3 separate regions of the Mus musculus genome follow, and all the other regions are linked to region 1. A link is a contact called in public promoter capture Hi-C data. All regions are on one chromosome and are shown on one strand. The core of a region is the stretch at or near the end of the contact, and the rest is flanking DNA. Distances in the headings are between cores, read along the strand shown. Region 1 holds the start of Mavs (mitochondrial antiviral signaling protein). Region 2 holds the start of Idh3b (isocitrate dehydrogenase 3 (NAD+) beta). Region 3 holds the start of Pced1a (PC-esterase domain containing 1A).

What was found. Promoter capture Hi-C pulls out the DNA fragments that hold promoters and counts their contacts.
Region 2: a contact with region 1 is called in a promoter capture Hi-C map of liver, with 2.3 times the contacts expected there. The contact joins the promoter of Idh3b here to the promoter of Mavs in region 1. A contact is called at or near these places in 2 of 39 promoter capture datasets (liver and pre-B cells) and 1 of 115 datasets of contacts at active chromatin or transcription factors (pancreatic cancer cells).
Region 3: a promoter capture Hi-C map of pre-B cells shows a contact between it and region 1, with 2.1 times the contacts expected there. The contact joins the promoter of Pced1a here to the promoter of Mavs in region 1. A contact is called at or near these places in 1 of 39 promoter capture datasets (pre-B cells) and 1 of 115 datasets of contacts at active chromatin or transcription factors (microglia).

What each region holds. Positions count from the first base shown.
Region 1 is chr2:131,232,533-131,235,595 of GRCm38.p6, forward strand. It overlaps Mavs (mitochondrial antiviral signaling protein), which reads left to right and starts at 1,531. Exons shown (of 7, transcript NM_001206385.1): 1 at 1,531-1,595.
Region 2 is chr2:130,283,016-130,286,078 of GRCm38.p6, forward strand. Idh3b (isocitrate dehydrogenase 3 (NAD+) beta) reads right to left here and starts at 1,436. Exons shown (of 12, transcript NM_130884.4): 1 at 1,367-1,436; 2 at 1,156-1,233; 3 at 923-1,021; 4 at 694-814. The coding sequence starts at 1,402.
Region 3 is chr2:130,422,672-130,425,734 of GRCm38.p6, forward strand. Pced1a (PC-esterase domain containing 1A) reads right to left here and starts at 1,617. Exons shown (of 7, transcript NM_178762.4): 1 at 741-1,617; 2 at 142-221; 3 at 1-33. The coding sequence starts at 864. Vps16 (VSP16 CORVET/HOPS core subunit) reads left to right here and starts at 1,649. Exons shown (of 24, transcript NM_030559.3): 1 at 1,649-1,776. The coding sequence starts at 1,724.

The DNA.
Region 1 (3,063 bases), core at 281-2,780:
GAAAACAGCTCTGGGGAGTTCTTCTACCATGTCTGTCCCAGGCAATGAATCTTATGTGTGATTTGCATATGCTGAAGGTTGTGAACAGCTACCAAGAACAGTGTGGTTTGAATGAAAAAGGCCCCTATTGGCTCATAGGGAGTGGCATTATTAGGAGATGAGGCTTTATTGGAGTGGGTGTGGCCTTGTTGAAGAAATTCAGAAGCTCCACCTAGGCTCAGTGACTTGCTCTTCCTTCTTGCTGCCTGAGGATGCAGAGGCAGAACTCTCCGCCCCTCTACAGCACCATGTCTGCCTGCTATGGTGCCTACTTCACCTTGCTTCCTGCCATGACCACATTGAACTAAACCTCTGTACTGTAAGCAAATGCCAATTAAATTTTCTAAGAGTTGCCATGCTCATGATGTCTCTTCATAGCAACGGGAACCCTAACTAAAACAAACAGTAATAAAATCTAATTTCATTCAAAGAGTTCCAGCATGGTGGCAGCTCTAACCTCAGTGCTCCCTTAGGCTTGTCTTTAAAACTGTATTAGATAGGAGATTATAGCATTAAGTATGTCATTGATGCATTTTTCAGCTTTTTTCCTGTTTTATATTTATGATGGGAGGGGTGATAAATGCCAATGCTTTTTGGAGTTAGTTCTCTTTCCATTATGCAGATTACAGTGGTCAGACTCAGATCTCTGGCTTGGCAAAAAGTGCCCTTACCTGCTGAGCCATCTCACCAGCCCCAGTTGATATATTTTTACATGTGCTCCAGCTGCGTACTCTCCACCTACATCGAGTTATAAGACATTTCTACCATCTAGCCGTGCTGAGGTAACTGATTTCTTTTTAACTATGTTCGTTTTTTACTTCTGGTTGAAAGAATTGACTGGAAGCGAAAAGCTTTCGTTCCTTTGTCTCTGTAAGCCAGTGGAGGTCAGAGGAGTCGGGTTACCCTGGTGTTGGAGCTATAAGCGGTTGTAGCTTGGTGCATATCCCCAGATAGATGCAGTCTTTTGCTGCATCCTGTTCCTACCAGCCCAGCTGGTGTCATCTGGCTAGGCACTCATGTCCCTATGACATTTTGTGCGACACTACGTTTATGGAGCACTGGAGACATAGGAGCAGATCACATGAAGACCCTCTCTCCTCCAGTACTTGGCTAGAAGATCTGCTTTGCCTGAGGAATGGAACGGAATCTAAGAACTGCAGTTTTCTGGGTATCTGGACTTCCCCTGAAAAGTGTTCTAGACTAAGCAGGAAGAAACAATCTCCCTAATGCACCTGCAGGAAATCAGAAGAGACCTCAAGCAAGGCCTGCGGGGCACCAGCCGCTAGACCAGCCGCTCCGGAACATCAGGACTCATCCACTGGCCCTGCGACCGGCCTAGCTCAGCTCCGCCCAGGCATCCCCAGCCCAGCCAACAGCCGTACTTCCAACTCTATCACAGTCTGGCTCTGCCAGGCCAATGACTGCGCTTCCGATCCCGCCCCTCCTCCCCACGCCTGACCAATAGCTGCGTGGCTGGCTTCGTCCCGCCCCCTTCATCTGCGAGGGCTCTGCACAGTCGAACGCGGTCAACCTGTTGCCTAGTCTGGTTTCTCTTGGTAAGTTTGCAGCCTGGGCGTCGGTGCTCAGGACTCTGTGTTCACTGAGATCCTTCAGGGAGGGAACCTTGGCTAGGGCCAGTTACGCCTGGGAGTCCGCATGGGCGCCCTGGGCCTGGGCGCGTGGGGTCGGAGAGGCTCCTGAACTAGGGGAGAATGAGGTCGGCCACACACGGATTCGCGACCCCGGCAGTTCCTTGATCCGCATCCAGCACCTTTAGCAAGCAGGTAGGTGGTGCCGAGAGTTTGCCCAGGCTGGACAGAAAGAACCTCGGAGTGCCCCCTGCTTCTCCCAGGCCCTGGTGACTCGAGCGAGGCCTGGCTACGAGCAACGACCTGTGGCAGCCGCGCCAGGGAGTAGGCCTGCCAGTCCGGGCTACGGCCTGATCCTGGATCTGGGCAGTTGCAGGCAATAACATCTGTTCAAAACAGCCTCCCTGCACTTGGAGACCTGAGTCCCGACAGGAATCTAGTCCGAGGCCAGGAGACTTGTCCCTCGGGAGTGTGGATATTTATTTCCACGACCCGGACAGAAGCTCTGTGGAAGTCAGGTCGGAAGCTTTGCTGTGTCCAGGACACTCTTGCCACCTCCCTTTCTGTTATAAGAAAGGGTCTGATATAAGAAAGAAGTTTGAGGAAAAGGATGAAATCAAAAGAAAGCAGAAAACAATGTTCTTTGGATACCGGGAAGCTTCAAAAACTTGAAGGGCATTCAGCCTCGATCTCAGAACTCAGGTGAATGTCAGTAAGGGCAGCATTGATGCCAGTTGTGTCTGAGAGACTTTTATGTCTTCAAAGAGCCTAAATGCTGCATCTTCTCACCCTATAGTCACATCCCCAGGCAGTGACCTTGGTGTAAAGAGGGGCTTTGTGGTTTTCCTGCTGCAGGGACCTCTATGCTGTTAGGTCATGGCAACAAGTCTGGGTACAAATTCCACACTGCAGGTCAGCCGTGTAGCTTGGTATCACTTCCTCTCTTGTGATTGTGTTAAAGGACATAAGTAAAAGGACCTCAGGCTGCCTCTGTTAACAGAGAACCTTCGAGAAATGAATAACTGTGAGCTTCCTCTGCTTTTGGTGGGGCTCCATGCCACTCCCCGCCCCCAGGCTGCATTCAGAGTTGTGGTTGGACTGCAGAAAACCAATAATTTGACTCCCTCATCGTCACATCTTTCTAGGTGACCTGGGAAAGGGGGAGGAAGGGTTTCATCAGGCTGGCCTCTACAGAGGCCTCATTTTTCATCCCCTGAAGGCTCAACAGACCTCAATCTTATCTCCTTGATCTCCCAGCCTTCCATCCTTAGCTCTTTGTAGGAATGTAGCATTTGGTAGTTAGCAGTGGCAGAGGTCACTAGGCAGAACTGGCACCCCGCCTCCCACGTGGCAGGGGCCTGCACCTGCAACAGCCGTGGGTACTCCCTGCACTGTCTCTCAGAGGCCTCAGACTCCATGATGGGCACTTGGTTCC
Region 2 (3,063 bases), core at 186-2,685, 950 kb before region 1:
CAGGACAATTAGGACAGCGGATTGTGAGCAACGCACAGAACAAATTGTAGAAAGGAAAACAGGAACATCAGGGGCCAGATTATAAAGAACTGACTTTCCTCTGCAAAAGCTGGCCCTGCAAGTGAGGCTGTCCAAGAAAGTGGGTCTATAGGAGGAAACCTACAAGCTAAATAAATAAATAAATAAATAAATTTTTAAAAATCCAATATGGGGAATAAAACAGCACAAGAGAAGAAATGGAGTGGTTAGAATGATCAGCGCACACTGGGTTAGGGTGGCCGTGCCTTTAATCTCAGCCCTTGGGAGGCAGAGGCAGAGAGCAGAGAGGCAGAGGCAGGCAGATCTCTGTGAGTTCGAGTCCAGCCTGGTCTACAGAGAGTTCCAGAACAGCCGGGGCTACACAGAGAAACCCTACCTGGAAAAACTAACAACAACAACAACAACAACAACAAACAATAAATGAACAAACCAAAAAAGAATGGGCACGCAGACACAACTAACAGGGTCTGACCCCGGTGACACAGCCTCAGCAGGTCCCAACCCCTTCCTGACATCACTAACTCCTGGTTTGCCACTGAGAAGAAACAAATTCCTAAATGTCAGTAGAGGCCAGTCTGGAAAACTGATATATACACACTGCAGAGAGAGGGGCTTTATGAACACTGCTCTTAAATGACAGAGTGCCATACAAACCAATGATGGCAACTTTGTTCTCCTTCATGGAACTCAGCACCTGCTCCAGCTTCTCCTCAGAAGCCATATTCTGCACCTCGCTCAGATGATGCTCCTTAAATTCCACAGGGACAGCAGCAGCCTTCAGGGATAAGTCCAAGCACAGGGCTGGGTCAGGTCTGAACTTTCCAACAACCCATCCATCCCTGTAGCCTGATCCGCCACCCATCCCCCGCCCCGGGCTATTCACCTTGAACACTTCCTTGACAGCATGCATGAGCTCTGGCCCCACGCCGTCTCCAGGCAGCATGGTCACAGGAAAGGCACCCTCCACCCTCACATCTTGTGCCTGTGAGTGGGGCCAGCAGAGATGGAGCAGGGGCAGAAGTGGGAGTCAGAGGGAAAGAGGTGGGGAGGGGAAACCCAGGGGAGCGGCAAGGAGGCGACAAGGATGGGCGAGAACGAAGCTGGACTCAAGCGTACCTGGCTCTGGGAAGCGGCGTGAGCCGTAGATGTTCCGAGACCTCTCCATGCCCCGGAGTTCCGAGCGGCGAGCACCGCCTGCGACAGACACAAGGTCAGATCGGGGACACCGCGGCCCCTTACACCGCGATGACCTTGCCTTCTTTTGGAAACCGCGGACAAACCCTCTGTTCTCCCGCCCACCCTCCGCTCAGGTCGTCCCGGGCCTCACTCGGGTCAGCCAGCGGACATTGCTCAGCGCTGCCATGTTCGGCCGAGGAAGTCGCGGGGGAAGTGACGCCGGAAGCGAGCGCGGTCGTGGGAGCTGGACTTCCTGTCAGCCCTGGCGAGCTTGGCGGTTCTTTCTCCCGTACCAATCGGCGGTGTGTACGGATTCACTTGAGTTCTCTCCTTCTGTTTGGTAATGTAGGGTCACAGGACACACAACCAGTTTGTCTGTTTGCTTTGTTTTCACTCGTCAGATTTAATTTCTCTTGAAAATTCAAAACAACATCCAAATATATATGGCCAAGTATTGAACAAGGATGTGAGTTTAACAATAAGTTGAGAAGTCTTGGGAATTTGTGAATGTTTGAATGTTCTGTTATGCGTTATTCTCTTAACTAGTACTCACTGTTAGTCACTTAGAATTCTTTTAAATAGGTAAAATAATTCAGATTACAAAGAAAACTGGTTATGATAAGAAAACTAACTTGGAGTTGATGAGGTAGCTCTGTAGACCAGGCTGGCCTCAAACTCATAGACCCGCCTGCCTCCACCTCCCAAGTGCTGGAATTAAAGGTGTGCACCACCACATCCTGGAAAAAAAAAAAAAGAAGCTGAAAAATAAAAGCTAATTCTTTTGCTCCACTGTATAGTATGCTATAATTTAAATTTACTAAATTGCTTAATCCTTTCTTAAATAGGCAGATACCTAGTATGAAATCTGATTTGGGCTCTTCTCAGCAACATTGCTGTGTATATCCCTGTACATTCTCCTTTGTACATATGATGAAGATTATAACTATCCTGCAGGGCACCTCTAGCCATGTATGTATTACAGGTGAAATGGTGTGTTTTCAATAGTTTGATTATAGATCTGTGTGTGTTTCACTCATGAATTTGTTCTCATGCAGTAAACAGAAAACTCATTCATCATGATAGCTGATAGTTTCTCTCCCACTACTTCTGGAAATAAAGAGTTACTGACATTGATTTAGCTGCTTAGTTATGTCCCCAGGGATCCTGGATGGGGGGCGGGTCCTCTATATCATCTCCTCTCAAAACTCCATTAGATTGCTAAACCCAGTGTCTATTTTATAATAGAATGTTGAGTATCTCATATAATTTATTGAGTGCTACACGGAAAGTGTATCAGAACAGGCATGTATGTTTTGTTGAGACAGGATCTCTCTTTATATCCCTGGTTGACCTATAACTTCCTATGTAGACCAGGCTGACCTGGAACTCAGAGAGATCCACCTGCCTCTTTGCTTTCTAAGTGCTAGGATTAAAGGCGTGTACCCCATGCCTGCCTAATGGACTTGTATCAATTACTTTTATCATTGTTGGGACAAAACACAGACAAAAGCAGCTTTCGAAAGAACAGATTTACTTTAGCTCATGGCTCCAGGAGACCCCAGTCACCACAGAGGGGAAGGGACGGCAGCAAGATCAGGAAGCAGCTGGGCTCTCTCTCTCTCTCTCTCTCTCCAGTTCAAACTGGCCATTTTCACTCAAGGCACATCAGGTATCTGAGCAGGACCATCAGGGAGAAGACTCTAGGGCCCTATAAAGTACACAAGCAGATACATGGGGGTGGGTAGAGGCTGCTCCGTAGTTACGAGCATTTACTGCTCTTGCAGAGGACCCAGATTTTGTTCCCGGCACCCACATGACAGCTCACAACCATCTGTAATTCCAGTTCCT
Region 3 (3,063 bases), core at 367-2,866, 810 kb before region 1:
CACCAGCTGGTCCTGTTCAAAGCTCAGCTCCCCCTGCCCACCCACCCCACCCGATGGTCAGATCCATGCCAGGTAGGTGGTCCTTTTCAGGCCAGGGTCTGCACCCACCCAACACTGGCATGGCTGCCAAGCTTCTCTCACCTTGGCTTTTAACTGGGAAGCTGTGAGCAGTGTGTCTTTCTGGAGCAGAAGCACCAGGTCCTTATACACAGCTCTTTGGACTGCAGGGAGACAGGGATCCCAAGGTTAAGGTCGGCCTCACCCCCTCCCAGAGTTTCCCAAATGAAGGCCTTTGTTTTCCAGGGATTGACTCTCCAACAGCAGCTCTATGGAGGGTTGGCTTAGAGAAGAAAAGACGAGATTTTAAAGCCCTAGCTCTGCTCTTTCCAGCTATTTCCCTCTCCTCTAGCTTATGTACAGCGACCAAAGACCAAATGGCAAAATTAAGTTGGTCCCATCCCTAGGAAAACACACAACATAGCCCACAGGTCCTTTTAAGAAAATCATGAAGGGCAACAACAAATAAAGATGCCACACTCATGGGCTAAAAAATAGTGCACAAATGATATGCCGGGGCACCCAGGGAAGGTACATAGGGAATTTAAAAAAGAAAAAAATGCAGTCTAGTGTCCTGAAACAGAGTAAGAGATGGAGAAGTCTGAAATGGAGATGTGGCGTGCAGACAAAGAAAAGGTTGAAGATACAGGGCGGTGAAATGTCATCCTAGAGTGGTCACTCACTGGAGTCCCCCAAAATGACCACGAACTTGTTGTGTAGCAGCTGCTGGACTTCTGAGGCATGGAAGTGGACCATGGCGCTTCCCAGCAGGCGGTGTGGCATCTCGTTTTCCAAACAGAAGACCATGCTGCCACTGACACCAGCTGCAGGGAGAGGCCAATAAGCTGACAGAGGGCAGGGACTCTAGGTAGGTCCGGTCTGTTCCAAGATGACCCATGCGCGCTGGCCCCTCCCTGGCTGCTCTGTGTAATGGGGAGGAAAGTGGGAGCGGCAAGGCGAATCCCAACACGGCAGCAGCCTTTATCACACTCGGAGGGAAGAAGGGTCACTTGGGCCGTAGTCTTAGACTACAGCGCTTCGCGCGCGCAGAGACGCCTTTGCCCTGCCACGTGTCAACGGCGGCCCCGCGCGTGCGCATTCGTCCGCTCGCGCCAGTTACCAAGTCTCTCGGGGGCTCCAGGGATTCACGGGCCAGTAGGGCAGGCCCAGGTGCCGTGCGACAGCGTCTCGGCAGCGATGTCCTGATCTAGAGTCAATGATCCCATGCCCCTGGAGAGCGGTGGGTTCTGCAAAGATCCCGCCCCACAGAGCCCGGGTGCCCAGGTTAGCTGTAGGTACGCAGCTCGACGCCCAGCGCTCGCCATGCGTGCGCTACGGTGGTCCAGCCAACGCCTCCAGCATCTGTGCCTCAGATGCTCATGGCTCCCACTTTCGGTCACCCGTGTCCCGCCCTATGCGATCCCCAACGCCGGAGGAGTCAGAAAGGCAGCGAGGTTGGCCGCTGTGGAGGACAGAAACCAGGGCTAGGTCCACTCGGGCCGCCGCGCCGAGGGCAGGACGATAGCTCAGCGTAGCTTGCCCACAGTTCTGATGGCCGCTAAGGCGGCCTCGTCACGTGACCCCGAAGGGCGGAAGCGGAAGTGCGGCCTGAGCTTGCGCTAGGCGGGTTTTTCCTCGGCGACTCTTGCCGCCAGCTGTACTAGACATGGACTGTTACACTGCGAACTGGAATCCACTCGGGGACTCTGCCTTTTACAGGTGAGCTGCCCGACGCCCCACCTTCCGTCCCACAGCCCAGCTTACCTTGCTTGTCTGCTGCTGGCTTGAGCCTCCCGGCAGAGCCAGCAATGCTCGCCCCGGCCACTACGCGTGCTGGCGTCCGTCCCTATGGCGGCTCGCCTGAGCGTCTGCCACTTTACGCACTTTAGGGGCAGCAATCTGGTCCTTCCTTTGCGCCAACTGAGGCAAGCTGAGAAGCCACCCCTAAACCGAGGTCTGTTGGCCTCCGGAAGGATGCTTAGATCACGTAGAGGGAGGCCGCCCCGCGGCGACAGCGAGTGCCAGTCTCCTTCCGGAAACTGCTGAAGTCGGACCACAGGGGCTCTCACAGGAAGGCGGGATCGCCACAGCGGGCGGGGTGACAGTACTGACCAAAGCTGAGAAAAGGGGATGAACCGCTTTTCAGTCTTGGGGCACTATTAATGAGGAACCCGAGGCAGTGGCAACTCACCGGGGTTGGAGTGCCCTTAGCTGTGGGTCTTTCTCAAGGCTAAAACTAGTAACGTGATTACAATGGTTACCGTCTCGTTGGCTTTATTTCTTTTTAAGATATAAAGTACAAACTGCTTGTGGAGCGCTCATCAATTGGTCAGCCTACATTTGTCACTCTCTGAGTGGTTTCCAACTTAACCTCAATCATCCTCAATCCGTGGGTGTACCAGCTTCACAGAATTAATTGCAGGACCTCATCACACCAGGCAATTCCATGGCTTTGTGTTTGCACAGTTCTATAGTCGCTTCTATGGGCATTGCTATTTTCCTCTTTATCACCCTGAAGAATGTTGCTCATCTTTCAGGACCTGCTTGGTTTTCCTACAGTAGAATCCTTTTATGCCTCACAAAGGTCCAGTTGTAGAGTCTTATCATATGTGGCACACGAGGGCAGTGTTGGTATGAGTTTCTCGTGCTAAGCTCTTGAAGGCTAAGAATACTTCTATTTCCCATGCATATTTAGGCTAGTGCCTGTTACCTAATAGTTGGTCAGCCTTTGGTGGCCCACGCCTCTTAATCCCAGCACTCTGAGATTCAGGCCACCCTGCTCTATAGCTCAGGCCAGACAGGGCCACATAGTAAGACCCTGTCTTGAAATAATAACAGAAACAAGCAAAACCTAATCATTACCCAACAAAATGGTAAAGAATGTTTTATTGATGTACCCGAAGATCACAAAGACATTGCGTTGGCGTCTTATTTCAATAGAAGACTTTGAGCCGGGCGGTGGTGGCGCACACCTTTAATCCCAGCACTTGGGAGGCAGAGGCAGGT